Regions from separate parts of the Gossypium arboreum genome. Here region 2 is linked to region 1. Evidence: chromatin contacts called from public Hi-C data. All regions are on one chromosome and are shown on one strand. Each heading gives the region's core, a stretch centred on a gene start, on an enhancer-like site or on the middle of the called end of the contact. The rest is flanking DNA. Distances are from core to core; before and after follow the strand shown.

What was found. Hi-C and Micro-C count contacts between places; a contact is called where the count stands out from the background.
Region 2: a Hi-C map of leaf shows a contact between it and region 1, with 3 times the contacts expected there. The contact joins the promoter of LOC108478548 here to the promoter of LOC108478730 in region 1. A contact is called at or near these places in 2 of 5 Hi-C or Micro-C datasets (both in leaf).

The regions. Positions count from the first base shown.
Region 1 is chr12:14,572,720-14,575,833 of ASM2569848v2, reverse strand. It overlaps LOC108478730 (probable leucine-rich repeat receptor-like protein kinase At1g35710), which reads left to right and starts at 1,550. Exons shown (of 1, transcript XM_017781200.2): 1 at 1,550-3,114. The coding sequence starts at 1,872. LOC108479949 (probable inactive leucine-rich repeat receptor kinase XIAO) reads left to right here. Exons shown (of 1, transcript XM_017782823.2): 1 at 1-922. The coding sequence ends at 774.
Region 2 is chr12:14,795,854-14,798,967 of ASM2569848v2, reverse strand. It overlaps LOC108478548 (AAA-ATPase At1g43910-like), which reads left to right and starts at 1,626. Exons shown (of 2, transcript XM_017781008.2): 1 at 1,626-2,869; 2 at 2,983-3,114. The coding sequence starts at 1,868. It overlaps LOC108477213 (probable ubiquitin-conjugating enzyme E2 16), which reads left to right. Exons shown (of 6, transcript XM_017779692.2): 6 at 1-263.

The DNA of each region.
Region 1 (3,114 bases), core at 301-2,800:
GATAACAACAACCTACAAGGTCCTATCCCCGCGACTTTTAATGGTCTTGGTAGCTTGAAAAGGCTCGAAACTCAATCAAACAACATCTCTGGTGAGTTACCCGAGTTGGGTTCACTCAAAAACCTGTACTTTCTTGATGCAAGCAACAATGTCATTTCTGGGTATTTGCCTACAACGCCGCCACCTTCTTTAGTCCAAATTTCCATGAGGAACAACATGATTGAAGGCACAATCCCTCCAAGTCTTAAATATTTGAACTTTCTGCAAGTATTAGACCTGAGTCACAATAAACTCACCGGCTCAGTCCCTTATTTCCTCTTTAACCACCCATCTCTTCAACAACTCACTCTCGCATTCAACTCCTTTGATTCTTTACAAGCTCCCTCTAATCTAGGCACCCAAAGTGAGCTTATTGCTGTTGACTTGAGCAATAACGAGCTCCAAGGCTGGTTACCTCCTTTCTTGCCATTAGTGCCAAAGCTGTCAGCTTTATCCATGGAAAACAACAAGTTTTCGGGTATGATCCCTATCCAATACGCATTGAGAGCGGCTCTGCCTGCCTCCGGAATTGCCCCGTTTGCAAGACTGTTGCTTGGAGGGAACTACTTGTTCGGACCAATTCCAGGGCCATTGCTGGTACTCAAACCAGACACTGCAAATGTCAGCCTTGCGGACAACTGCTTGATCAGGTGCCCATCGCGTTTCTTTTTCTGCCAAGGTGCTGACCAGAAATCTTTAATGGAATGCAAGAGTTTTGGTTCTGTAATCCCTTGAATCATGTTATTTCAGCAATGTTTTTAGTTGAAACATCCATGTGTGTCTTTCTTGTCTAAGATTCCTTCTCTATTGTTCTCAGTTCGGGCTTGTTAGTTTTCAGTTTGTTAGTGGGAAATCTAAAAGAAAATCTTTGTTTTCGCATAAATTGTAATAATTTTGTATATTTTCAATATTTTGATTTTGCTCACATGGTCTTATGGGCGTGGGGGTATACGCTAGTAAACAATATAGTACTTGGGCCCTACTTGTCCTTTGAGGCTTATCAGATAGGTCCAGATAATTGCCAACCTTATTCGGTTTATTTTAGGTAACTCTTGGCCCAATTAAAGGACTTATTGCACCAATTAGTGGCTTGGATTGATAAATTTGATTACTTGAAATGTTTTGTAAGAATAATCTGCCTTTTCGTATGAACAAAGCTATGCTTCCTTATCATATCCCGTGACTGTAGAGAAATAAATGACCTGAAAGGCACAGTTCAAAGTGCATGTCGAGACAATTTTTTCCCCCCTCGCTTGTATTTACAGCTATGAAATACAGAATCAATGAAGCTGTGGGTATATATCACCTGTTGAAATATGCATGAGTTGTGATACCATTAATGCTTTACATGAATGGAGCCCGCGAATATTATTACGCTTTCAGGTCCCGCTCCCATGTAAAAATGAGATTACTGTTAACTATTCATTGGTCGAAAGTGGGATCAAACTTATCATGTCTGCAAACACAGTGCAATAATTTTTACTGGTTCCTTAACTCAAAAGCTAAGCCGATGGTCATCAATCATCATGCTTCAGTTCATAGACAAATACAAAGGATGCTAAAAAATATAATTAAGTATTTACTTTGATTCATTTGTTGCTTAAACATTAAGATCCAAAATTTTATCACAGCCGCCTCTTCCAGGTTGGCCAATAGGCTTATATTGTATGCAACTGGCTGGAAGTTCCCCCGATAGGCTAATATCCATTAATATTAACTTAATGAAAGCCGGATTAATCACATGGCAGCACTGTTTTCAATATCTGGCAACTTGCCTTCAAATGAATATATAATAAGATTGGACTTTCAGGTTCATGATTTCATAGTCATCAATGGAGATTTCATTTCATAACAATATGTTTTCTCTACTTCTTTTGCTCTTACCGTCACTATCTTTCTCACCATCAGCCTGGGCGGCCTGCAATGCAGTGGACAAAGAAGCATTACTGGGATTCAAGCGCACCATCACAGCTGACCCTTCACGACTATTGCAATCATGGATATCATCAACTGATTGCTGCACATCCTGGAAAGGGGTCGCTTGCAATTCTGTGGGAAGAGTTGTCAATGTCACACGCTCGGGCCTTGTTTCGGATGACGACGACCTTTTGGATACATTCATGAATGGAACTTTGTCTCCCTCCCTTGGGAACCTATCCTATCTTCAACTTCTTGACCTTAGCAATCTCAAAAACTTGAATGGACCAATACCACTGGAATTTGGCAAGTTAAGGCGTCTTACTCATCTTTTTCTCAATTCAAACCAGCTTACAGGGTCGATACCGGCAACATTCAAGCACTTATCTCGGCTGGAAAGGCTTTTCCTCAACAACAACCATATTTCTGGTATTATACCTTTCTCTGTTATTGGATCCTTAACAGCACTCACCGAACTTGGTCTTTCGGAAAACCAATTGAGAGGATCAATTCCAGCAACAATAGGGAAGTTGGTATTATTGACAAAGCTTGATCTTCATGCTAACAATCTTTCTGGCAGTTTGCCTACAACTATAGGCAAGCTTAAGAGCCTCAAATATCTGGACTTATCCCAAAACACGATAAAAGGCAGCATTCCTAAATCCATAAGAGGACTTTCAGCATTAGTACTCCTAGATCTCAATCAAAACCAGATTACAGGAAGCATCCCTTCATCGATTTCGGGGCTCATCTCTCTTCAGTTTTGCCGCATATCAGAAAACAAGCTGACAGGAAGTTTACCTCCATCCATTGGCCACCTCCCAAGCATTCAGAGGCTAATCCTTGAGAACAACAAGCTAACTGGGAAATTACCAGCTACAATGGGCCACCTTGTCACTCTTACTGAATTATTCTTGTCGAATAATCGTATTACCAGCAAGATTCCTTCTAGTTTCAGCAATTTGCAAAGCCTTCAAACATTAGATTTATCTAGAAACCATCTCTCTGGTGAACTTCCTACAGAGCTGGCCAAGTTGCAGAACTTACAGACATTGGATCTGTCGTTTAATCCTCTTGGACTAGTTAGCATACCAAAATGGTTTGCTAAATTGAAACTTTTTCGGCTTATGTTGGCGAAAACTGGGATTAGAGGGTCTC
Region 2 (3,114 bases), core at 377-2,876, 220 kb before region 1:
AAAAAAAATCCACTTTTAAGGAAAAAAAACAAAACAAAAGGAGAAAGCATTTTTCCACTAAAAGGTAAATGCTTAATAACTCCTGTGAATGGTTATATATGCTGGTATTTCGTAAAAGAAAGGTAAAAAGTTAAAAAGACTTTCTTTAGCAACTTGTAAGGAACAAAGCTCACTCAACTAATAGTGTTTAACCCGTGTGGGAAATGCTTGGTGTACTGTAAGCAACAAGCACATGAATGAAAAGCCATATCTTCCTAAAACAAGTTTTTTGAATGTTTAATTATTATATTTTGTATACCAGAAAATAATTATATTTTAAAAGTCGAAAATTTCTAATCATTTATATTAATGGCTTATGTAAATTTTTAAAATTATATTTTATTATGTATTCATTTACTGTAATTTAGTCCATGAATTATTAAATGTCCAATACTTTAATATAGCAAATTTTATTAAAAATCAATTTAAAAGTTTGCAATAAATTAATCTGAGTAAAGAAAGTTTAATAATTTTAAATTTAAATAAATTATAGATTTAACTTTTATTAAGTTTAACATAAATTAATATCGTCTATTTTAAATTAAATAACAAAATTACACACACATATATATATATATATAATAAATTATTTCAAGGAGTTTAATAATATAGGTAAAAAACAAATATTATTTGCAAATATATTTATAGAAGTTTGATTTAAAATAATTGAGGTTTTGATTAAATTTATGGTGTCGTGTACAAATTTTTATTGTGATTGAGTTTTATTGATTTTATATAAAAGCATAAAATATAAAATAGTGAGAACATTTTTATCCCATAGGAGAAAAATAAATAAGCGAATTTTTTTAACTGTAATCAAAGTATAATTTTACTGTAATAAAATTTTAAAAAACTGAAAAGTTTTCCAAGTCCCTGTCAGCTTCTTAACTACGGGGCTGATGGTTTTGGACTTTGGAGCTCAGCCAAACGCACAAAAAAAAAAAAAAAAAAAACAGAAAGCGAAATTTTATTATGAAGAATCAATATAAAAGGAAAAGTGATTTAGGGTTGACATGGAAAGAGTAAAGTAAATTGTTGCATGGTGCTGTAAAGAGAAAAGACAAGGAAAGCCTAAGATTTTACAATATTATTATCTAGTCAACTAGCTAGGTATCCAATTTCGTTTTCAGTCCTTCAATAGTTCTTAGAAAATTTCTCTGAAATGCAACCAAATCCTTCAGAACATGAGGATTGTAAGAAACATAAAAATGTAGTGTTTATACTATCTTCTTAGAACATGTGGCTTGTCAGTGTCTCAGGGACATGAGAGTATAGTATTTTCTCCATCACACTCATTTCATGGTGCTCTGTTTTTTAGATCAAACACATTTATTGAATTTTTTAACTTTTAATTTACTCGAATGACACTTTTGTTTTAAGGAAAAAAAAATTTTAACTAGTATTATATTCATGTGATTATAGTGAAAGTATGAGATGTTAACAACTGGTTAGGTTGGGCAAGATTGTCATGAGTATTGGCTGTATTCCATAGCTGACTGTATTTAACATCAAATCCCCAAATGTTCTGCACTCAAAAAGTCTAATTAAAGAAGCCGCTTGGCAATGTATGGTGTGTAATATTCAACATAGAGTAGTTGAAAAGTGTTGGAATTCCAAGTAGCCGTCCAAAAACAGTCTCTCACTTATTCTCTTCCATACAATTTCCCCGTGACGCTATTTTAGATTAAACAATATCCATCTTCTTCGAATTTGCTACATTCAATCCAAGTCAAGGCAGTAGTCTCCGCCTTACAGAAGCCAGGCCACACTTAAAACCCACTTCAGTTTTCGTTTCTCCTCCATCGAATTTTTCTCTCTGTATCCAAAAATGGCTTCCCTTTTGAAAGAGCTACCTTCCATGTCTACCATCCTTGCTGCTTATGCCTCCCTTTCAGCAATGGCCATGTTAATCCGTACAATCCTGAATGAAATGATTCCGAAACCGATGCAAAGGTTTATCAACACCAAATTCTCTGATCTGGTATCCAAATACTTCTCCTCCAACTTCACTTTCATCATTGAAGAACGCTGGCAAGCTGTTTATAATGAAACGTTTCGAGCTGTTGAGGTCTACCTTCCTACCCGAATCGGCCCTTCCACCGACAAACTTCTCCTCGGCTCCAATGACATTAACAACCCAACATCGCCGCCGAAACGGAAGATCCCTTCCGATTGCAAAATCATCGATGAATTCGAAGGTATAACCTTGGAGTGGACTCTGCATGTTAAAGAATCGGAAAAGTACTACATCCCTGATAAAAAAACCTATCACTTGACGTGCAAGAAAAGAGTTAGGGAACTTGTTGAACAAAAGTATTTTCCCCATATAGCGAAGACAGCTCAAACAATCTTGAGCAAGCGAGAAAAGCTCAACATCTATACCTATAACCAAGATCGTTCCAGGTGGGAGTCGGCTGTTTTCAAGCACCCGGCAAGGTTCGAGACTTTGGCTATGGAGCCAGAGCTGAAGCAGTTCATAATGGATGACCTTGACTCATTTGTGGGACGCAAGGATTTCTTTGAAAACGTTGGGAGGGCTTGGAAACGTGGCTACCTTTTGTTTGGTCCTCCAGGGACTGGCAAATCTTCACTGGTAGCTGCAATTGCAAATTACTTGAACTACAACGTGTATGATCTCCAGTTCCAAAGTGTTCGAAATGATGCCGATCTTAGACGTATACTTACATCCACCACAAACCGCTCCATTCTTCTAATTGAAGATATAGATTGCAGCACAAAGATTTCAAAAGATCGTGGCAAGTTAAAAAATGACCGTGAGAAGGAAGGCGAAGATGGAAGAACCGATCGTCCTTCAGCCATTGATCCTGGAGTAAGTACCTCACTAAACTTTCAAAGCTATAACATTATAAAATTATTATTATTAGCTTAGATAACGATGATTTATGTATGTGTGTGTGTGTTTTTTTTTAAATTTTTCTGTAGGTAACATTGTCGGGACTATTGAATTTCATTGATGGACTGTGGTCGAGCTGTGGGAATGAAAGGATCATCATCTTCACGACGAATCACAAAGAGAAGTTGGACCCTGCTCTGTTGCGGCCGGGGCGCATGGAT